Regions from separate parts of the Mus musculus genome. Here region 2 is linked to region 1. Evidence: chromatin contacts called from public ChIA-PET data. All regions are on one chromosome and are shown on one strand. The core of a region is the stretch at or near the end of the contact, and the rest is flanking DNA. Distances in the headings are between cores, read along the strand shown. Region 1 overlaps Gm17399 (predicted gene, 17399). Region 2 has its middle 31 kb from the start of Gm33088.

Region 1 (3,139 bases), core at 119-2,618:
GGTTACTTTGTGTGGGAAGGAGTTAAAGCCAGAGTAAGGGCAGGAGGACTCCTCTACAGTATGAGTTTCACACAAGCATAAGATTTATTTCTATAACAAGAAGGGACATTAATTAAGAAGGAGATGCAGAGATGCCTTTCTGTTACCAACAGAACAGCCTGTACTTCACACCTAGGTCTCTGGCTATTTCCAGGTCTCGCTCTTGCTTACGGGATGGAAGCATCTATGCCTTGGCGTTTACTGCAAAGCCATGGCTGTCAGCGGACAAGTGACTCCTCTGTGCATGTGGACACTCGATGGGCTCCTGTGTTAAGGGATGAAGGAAGAGGAAGATGCCATTATTCTTCAATGAAGTTCAGGCAGAAGGTCTTACAGGAAGACATTGCACTTCATCATTAGTTACTGCTGGCTTTCTAAGTCTGCAGGCAAAAGACACAAGAGGGAAATGATCTAAACCAAATCTCAGTCAAGAATTCCACCCACCAAATTGTAAAGCGAGAACTAGAGGAGACTGTATTGACCCAGTTGATTCTAGTATGACTAGATCAAGATAAATGTGATTGACGCTGTGCCTGTCTGGCCCTTTCTTACCCCAATCAAAACCCATGTCGATGAAAAGGGTCTGCTTTGATGGTCCCAAACGTGATAGGAAGAGCCGCTCCCTTTAGTCATTTCCTGTTTGTCAGTTTTTTTTTTTTTTATCTAGGTGTTAGGTTTAAATTTGGAACATGCGAGGTGCAGTGAACTTGTCTTGGGCAGAAGAAGAAAAAAGGAAGAAAGAAGCTTAAGTTGCCTATTTTTAAATGGAATATAATTTAATCTATAAGGCAAGGTAACATCTTCTAGTTGTGAGAGTGACGTTGCTATACAGTTTGCACAGTACCAGCAGGTGCTTGTATGTAAAGCATGGCTCTGATTGCTTATGAATTGTTAAGTCTGTGATTTGAAGCTTGGTTTGGGAAATGCTGACATGGAAGGATGATGAAGGGGACAAGGAAAAGCAATAGATTCCAGTGTGGAGGAGAGTCAAACGTGAGACATCAGGAGCAGATGCCTGATGCATGAGGACAAAGCTTGTAAACCCCATTACGTCGTGTGATTTGTACTGGGAATCACAGTCGCAAAAATGCAGTTCGCTCTTAGCTAATGTACAAAGACGTGGAACGATCTACGCTGTTCTGATCTGAAGGGCGCCACAAGTGAAGCTCTGGCTTATACCACTGTGACCACTCTACTGACATTTCTGTCCCATCTTCTTCATGGTCCAACTCCTCTTCTAGAGTGAGGAAGATCAGTCCAGAGAAGCTTGTCCGCGGGTCTAATGTTACAACACTAGAGGGCAGTACACCAGAGCGTCATGCGTGTAGCTTACTGTAAAGGTGACAACAGCCTCCTTACACAGCCAGAAAGGAGGAACTAGAAGGTGTTGGTATCAGTCATGGCACAGCCCTGCTTCAACAGATGAAGGACTGAGATCTGCACCAATCACAAGACTTCTCTGTTCCACCAGAGGAAGTGTCCCCCCTATGGCTTGCACATCACAGTTGCAGGTCACTTACAGTTTAGCAAAGCCTGAGAGGGCTGCTTTCCAAGGCCACAGGACATGCTGTCTATAGTGACTGGGACATGTCTCGATCACCGTGTACTGGTTATCTGCAGCTGCTGGAGTGTTAGGGCAAACTCCTCCCTCATGTTCTCGTCAATCCTTTGTTGGGTTCTCTAAAATGTTGAGCAGAAAGGCTTTGGGAACTTTTCAATTGCTATCCCATAGCAGGCTCAGATTCTGAAAGACGCATCTCAAAAAGAAAAGTGTGTGTGGCCTTTGTTCACTGGGGTTTACCACAAATCAGTATAAGGCAGCTTTGTTGTGAGAATCCCTTTAAACACTTTCTGTGAATGATTCCAACGGTGAAGACCCTTCTTGAAGGACTGGAAGCCTTCAGCAGGGAACTGTCGGCCCGGTAGCTCTTTGCCTAGCAACACCTGGAACCTCCCTTAGGGAAGCTTGCCCATTTTTGACACTATAATCACTCTGAGGACACCACAGCAGCTTCAGGGAACCAATGCAGCCATGCACACTTGATGCTGGCACTGGGAGCCTTAAGGGAATTCTAAACAAGAGCACAACAGACCCAAGAGGCCATTGACAGTGGTGATAAGGGTCAGCACAATGCTGAGGAGGGTTCTGTTTGAGGAGGATGAAAAGGGCACCTTTGTCATTTGTGGCATAGTTTGGCAGCGCGGCTGTCTGTGGTAACCTAGGGAACAGAAGCAACGGCGACTTAAAGCACTCGGAGACTTGGCTGTAGAGGTGCACACACAAAGTGTAGACAGTGCCAGCTGGTGGCTTCTTCTAACCATGACTTCTTAACTTCAAGAAAAAGTTGAAAGAGAAAGCAACTGTGAGGTTGTGAGTCAAATTTAGAGGAAATAGAAAATCTTGACTTCATAGGCTTGAAGATAAAACTTTTTCTTTCTAGTGTCTGTTTCGGTATCTCATTATCTATATAATTCTCTGTCTCTGTCTTTGTCGTGTGCTTAATAAACAGGAAGATCAAATGTTGTACTTTCACTTATTTCCTTAAGGCTCCCAATGCCAAAGTCAAGTGTGCATGTTTTATTGTTGTTGTTAAGGAGAAACCTCTTTCTATATACCCTATCTGCACAAAAACTCTATCAAGGGACAAGACATGTAGCTTTGTTGGCAGAGTCCTTGAAAAGCTTGCACAAAAACAATACCATATAAACTGGACATATGGTAGCATGTATTTGCAACTCAGGAGATAGAGGTGTAAGGATCAGGAGTTTAAAGCTATCCTTGGCTGCAATGTGAGTTTGAGACTAGCCTGGGGTACATGAGACCTCATCTCAAAAAAACAAAACAAAACAAAAAAAAACCCACCAAAACAATACCTTCAGACAGTATTCACAGGACCTCTGACGGAGCCAGTGCACCAAGACTCCAAAGAGTGTTCTAGTAAAGCAAGCAGCAGTTACTAAGCTAGCCTAGTCTTGAAGACTTAGTGAGCACCATTCTTCTGTGTTCTATTTGCTATGAATGGGCTGCAGGGAAGGAACAAGAAGGCGTGGCTTCCTAGGGCACAGTCCTCAGAGGCTTTGTTATCATTCATGGTACAAG
Region 2 (3,144 bases), core at 194-2,693, 210 kb before region 1:
CTCATTGTTCATCCTGAAAGCTGCCTTCTTTCCAGGATAGCTGACAGATTTAAAAAAAAAAAAAGATGTGGATTGCACTAAGCAGAAAAAGAAGAAAAAGTGGGAGAAGAAGAAGAAAGAGGAGGAGAAGGAGGAGGGGGAGGAGGAGGAGAAAAAAAAAGAGAAGGATGAGGAAGAGGAGGAAGAAGATGAGGAAGAGGAAGAACACTCAGCAGTTAAAGGCTGCTAAGCATGAAAAGGTTTGGCTCTTGTGTTCCATGTGGTGGGAGGACATAATGGACTCCTAAAAATTGTCTCTGGCCTTCCCAATTGTGCCTGTCCCTACCCTCAAATAAATAAAGGAATGAAATAGAAGAATTTAAAGGGAAAGGGGAAACTCAGAACAGGCCTTCATGCGTCTACTTTCCCATTTTCCTCCAGTCTCTGCAGGACGCCCTTCCCACGGCTTACTGACTCCATACCAATGTTTACCTAACATCCATGTTTTCTTCACATTTTACATCATTGAAATCAAGGATGCTTTATAAGACAAGGCATCGTAGAGGCTGGAGACAGTGTAGTCAGTAGGCTGAGGCTGGAGACAGTGCAGTCAGCAAGCTCTTGCCATGCAAGCACAAGGACCTAACTTATTCCCAGAATCTGTGCAAAATGCTATGTGTGGCAGCGTGTGCTTTAACTCTCCCCCACCCCTACCTCCACCCCAGTCACACCCCTCCCATCCCTGGAGGGGAAGGAGGAGACAGGCAGGTGTCTGGGGCTCCCTGGCCAAGTAGCCCAGCTGAATTGGCAAATTCTAGGCCAAGTAGGAAGCCCTGCCTACAATAGGTCAACAGCATTCCTAAGGAAAGATACAAGAGGCTGTCCTCTGACCTCTATACACGTGCACGCGCGCGCGCGCACGCACACACACACACACACACACACACACACACACACCCCACGTAATCATGTGACACATACTTGTGATCACAGCACACAGACAGTAAACACACACTGGTGGTAGGTAGATAAGATGAATGAGATGTCATCCTGCATCCTAGGACGGAAGCTCATCCGCCATTTATCTATTTCATATCTTTTCATGACTTCTGATGTGCATATTTCAATTTTCTAACTACTACTGCAAACTTTTTGTTTTTGTTTTTGAGGCAGGGTCTCTCTGTGTAGCCTTGGCTGTCCTAGAACTCACAGAGGGGAGGAGAGCACCCAGTCATTGGCAGGCCTTGGACACACCATTTAATTTTGAGTTATTTTCAGCACACACTTCACTAAGAAAGAAACTGAGGCTCAGGAAGGTGAAGTCACTTGCCTGAGTTCCCACAGTCAACTTAGAGCCACAGGATCAGAGCTCAATGACAAGCTCTGGGTCGGCTGCAGGGAGGTGAGGTGGGAGCCTTGTGGTTTTGACAAGGGTGGGCTAGAATTTACCCTGGAAATCTTGACTAAAATGTTTTTGTGGGTCTAGGGCACAGTTGGGTTCGCACCTAGGAAACTCTCGGAGGGTAGAGCCACAGCGTGGTTAAATTGGGTGACTCACAAGTGTGAAGGTTCATATTTTAGCACCTGGCAATCAGAGGCAAAATTAAACCACTTAAAAATGAGCAGATGAAAACTCAGAGCCTTTGCAGGGGCTGCAGGCCACAGCCTGCATCACACGCCTAATTGCTCTGAAAGGCTGACTTACTTCCAGCCCACCTTTGACTCAGGTTTAAACAATGAAAAATGACCACGTTAGGGGGCAAGAGTTGAGCCCTGTCTTGGGGTCCTAGCCTGCCCTTGAACAGGCACGGTTGCAGGGCTCCTGGCTGTGGATGCTGTGGTGATACTTATGGGTGGGTTTGGAGCAGGAGAACACTGAGAGCTGACCACAGCTCCCTCATCTCCCAAGTCACTGCTCCGCAGCTGGGAGAGTTTGGCAAATTTCTCAGGACTTTGGTTTACTTTTTAATATTGACTGTGCGCTGCTTGGGAATCCACCAGGGCGAGTGATCTACATTTGCGGTTCGAGAGTTAAAAATGGAGGGTCTTGTCACTGTCTTGCTGGTGGAAGCATTGGTGTCGGGTGTCCGGTGAGTGTTTGCGCTGATCAGTTTATCGTGCTAGTCAGCCCTGTGGAGCTTTTGATCCCCGTGCACTCTACAAACGAAGACCAAAGAACAGATCCTCGGAGTTCTCATCTTGAGCAGCCTTTCAGTCTCTCCCCACATCTCCAGCTGTTTAGAGAGTTGATGTTCTCGCCATAACTGAAGGGTATGCAGTACTCGTGCCACAGATGCCAGCCATCTGTGAGAGACCCTCCCAGGCTGCAGAAGGACTGGAGAAGGCTTTCCTTCAGGAGGTGGACGAGAGTCTTGGTGCCTGAAAGAAGGTAAATAAGAGTGGGGTCTTTAAATAGAACCACTTATGCTGGTGTTGGTAGTGCAGGCCTCTAACTCCAGCTGTTCAAGGAGTTTAGGGAACAGGATAGCAAGTTCAAGGCCTGCCAGGACCACAGAGTAAATTCAAGGCCAGTCTTGGCAATTTAGTAAGACTCTGTCTTAAAATAAAGGGAAATAAATACGTAATATAAACAAGGAAACAAACACATAAACAGATAGTTGTGGAGATAGCTCAGTGCGCGAGCACCTGCCTTATATGTGGAAGACCCGAGTTTCAATTCCCAAGACTGCTAAAACAAAGAAACCCAAACTTTAACCATTAATAACCACCCCCAGGCTACAGGGAGAATCACCGTCAGTTTTTTGTTTGTTTGTTTATTTTTGTTTTGTTTTTGTTTTTGATATACTGCCAGTGACATGGACCAGAACTGAGTAGCCATCCTGTAAGGAACGAATGACTCTGTGTCAGTCAGGGGAAGAGCCCTATCCTGTTCTCATGCTATCGCCAGACCACAGCACAGAACCCAGAAGTAGTCGGTTTGAATAGGCAAGATGAACTTGACTGTATGGATGGTGCTTAGGACATCAGGCTGTGAGCCTGGAGATCATGAGAGTGGAGAAGAGAGCTTAGTGGGGGTGGGGAATAGGAGGGTAATGGTGCACACGTGATAATAAGCAAGCATTGGGGAATTCACTAGAAGAAGGAAGGAACCTGGAGGTGGTGTGCAGGGGGAGGGGGATGCACATAGGATTGAAGATGCACTGT

Evidence for each region. ChIA-PET counts read pairs in DNA pulled down with a chosen protein or histone mark.
Region 2: a contact with region 1 is called in an RNA polymerase II ChIA-PET map of memory CD8 T cells, with 356 read pairs. The contact joins two enhancer-like sites. A contact is called at or near these places in 1 of 484 Hi-C or Micro-C datasets (the G1E-ER4 cell line) and 4 of 115 datasets of contacts at active chromatin or transcription factors (CD8 T cells, the SCID.adh cell line, embryonic midbrain and 1 more).

The regions. Positions count from the first base shown.
Region 1 is chr9:118,166,985-118,170,123 of GRCm38.p6, reverse strand. It overlaps Gm17399 (predicted gene, 17399), which reads right to left. Exons shown (of 2, transcript NR_155294.1): 2 at 1-419. Among named protein-coding and RNA genes, the nearest start is that of Gm17399, 18 kb to the right of the region's middle. Within about 2 kb of position 1,368, at least 24 of the 459 cell types and tissues checked have an H3K27ac peak or open chromatin away from gene starts, as enhancers often do. A contact at or near this core is called in CD8 T cells and memory CD8 T cells, where this site is marked.
Region 2 is chr9:118,373,245-118,376,388 of GRCm38.p6, reverse strand. No RefSeq gene overlaps it. Among named protein-coding and RNA genes, the nearest start is that of Gm33088, 31 kb to the right of the region's middle. Within about 2 kb of position 1,443, at least 11 of the 459 cell types and tissues checked have an H3K27ac peak or open chromatin away from gene starts, as enhancers often do. A contact at or near this core is called in CD8 T cells and memory CD8 T cells, where this site is marked.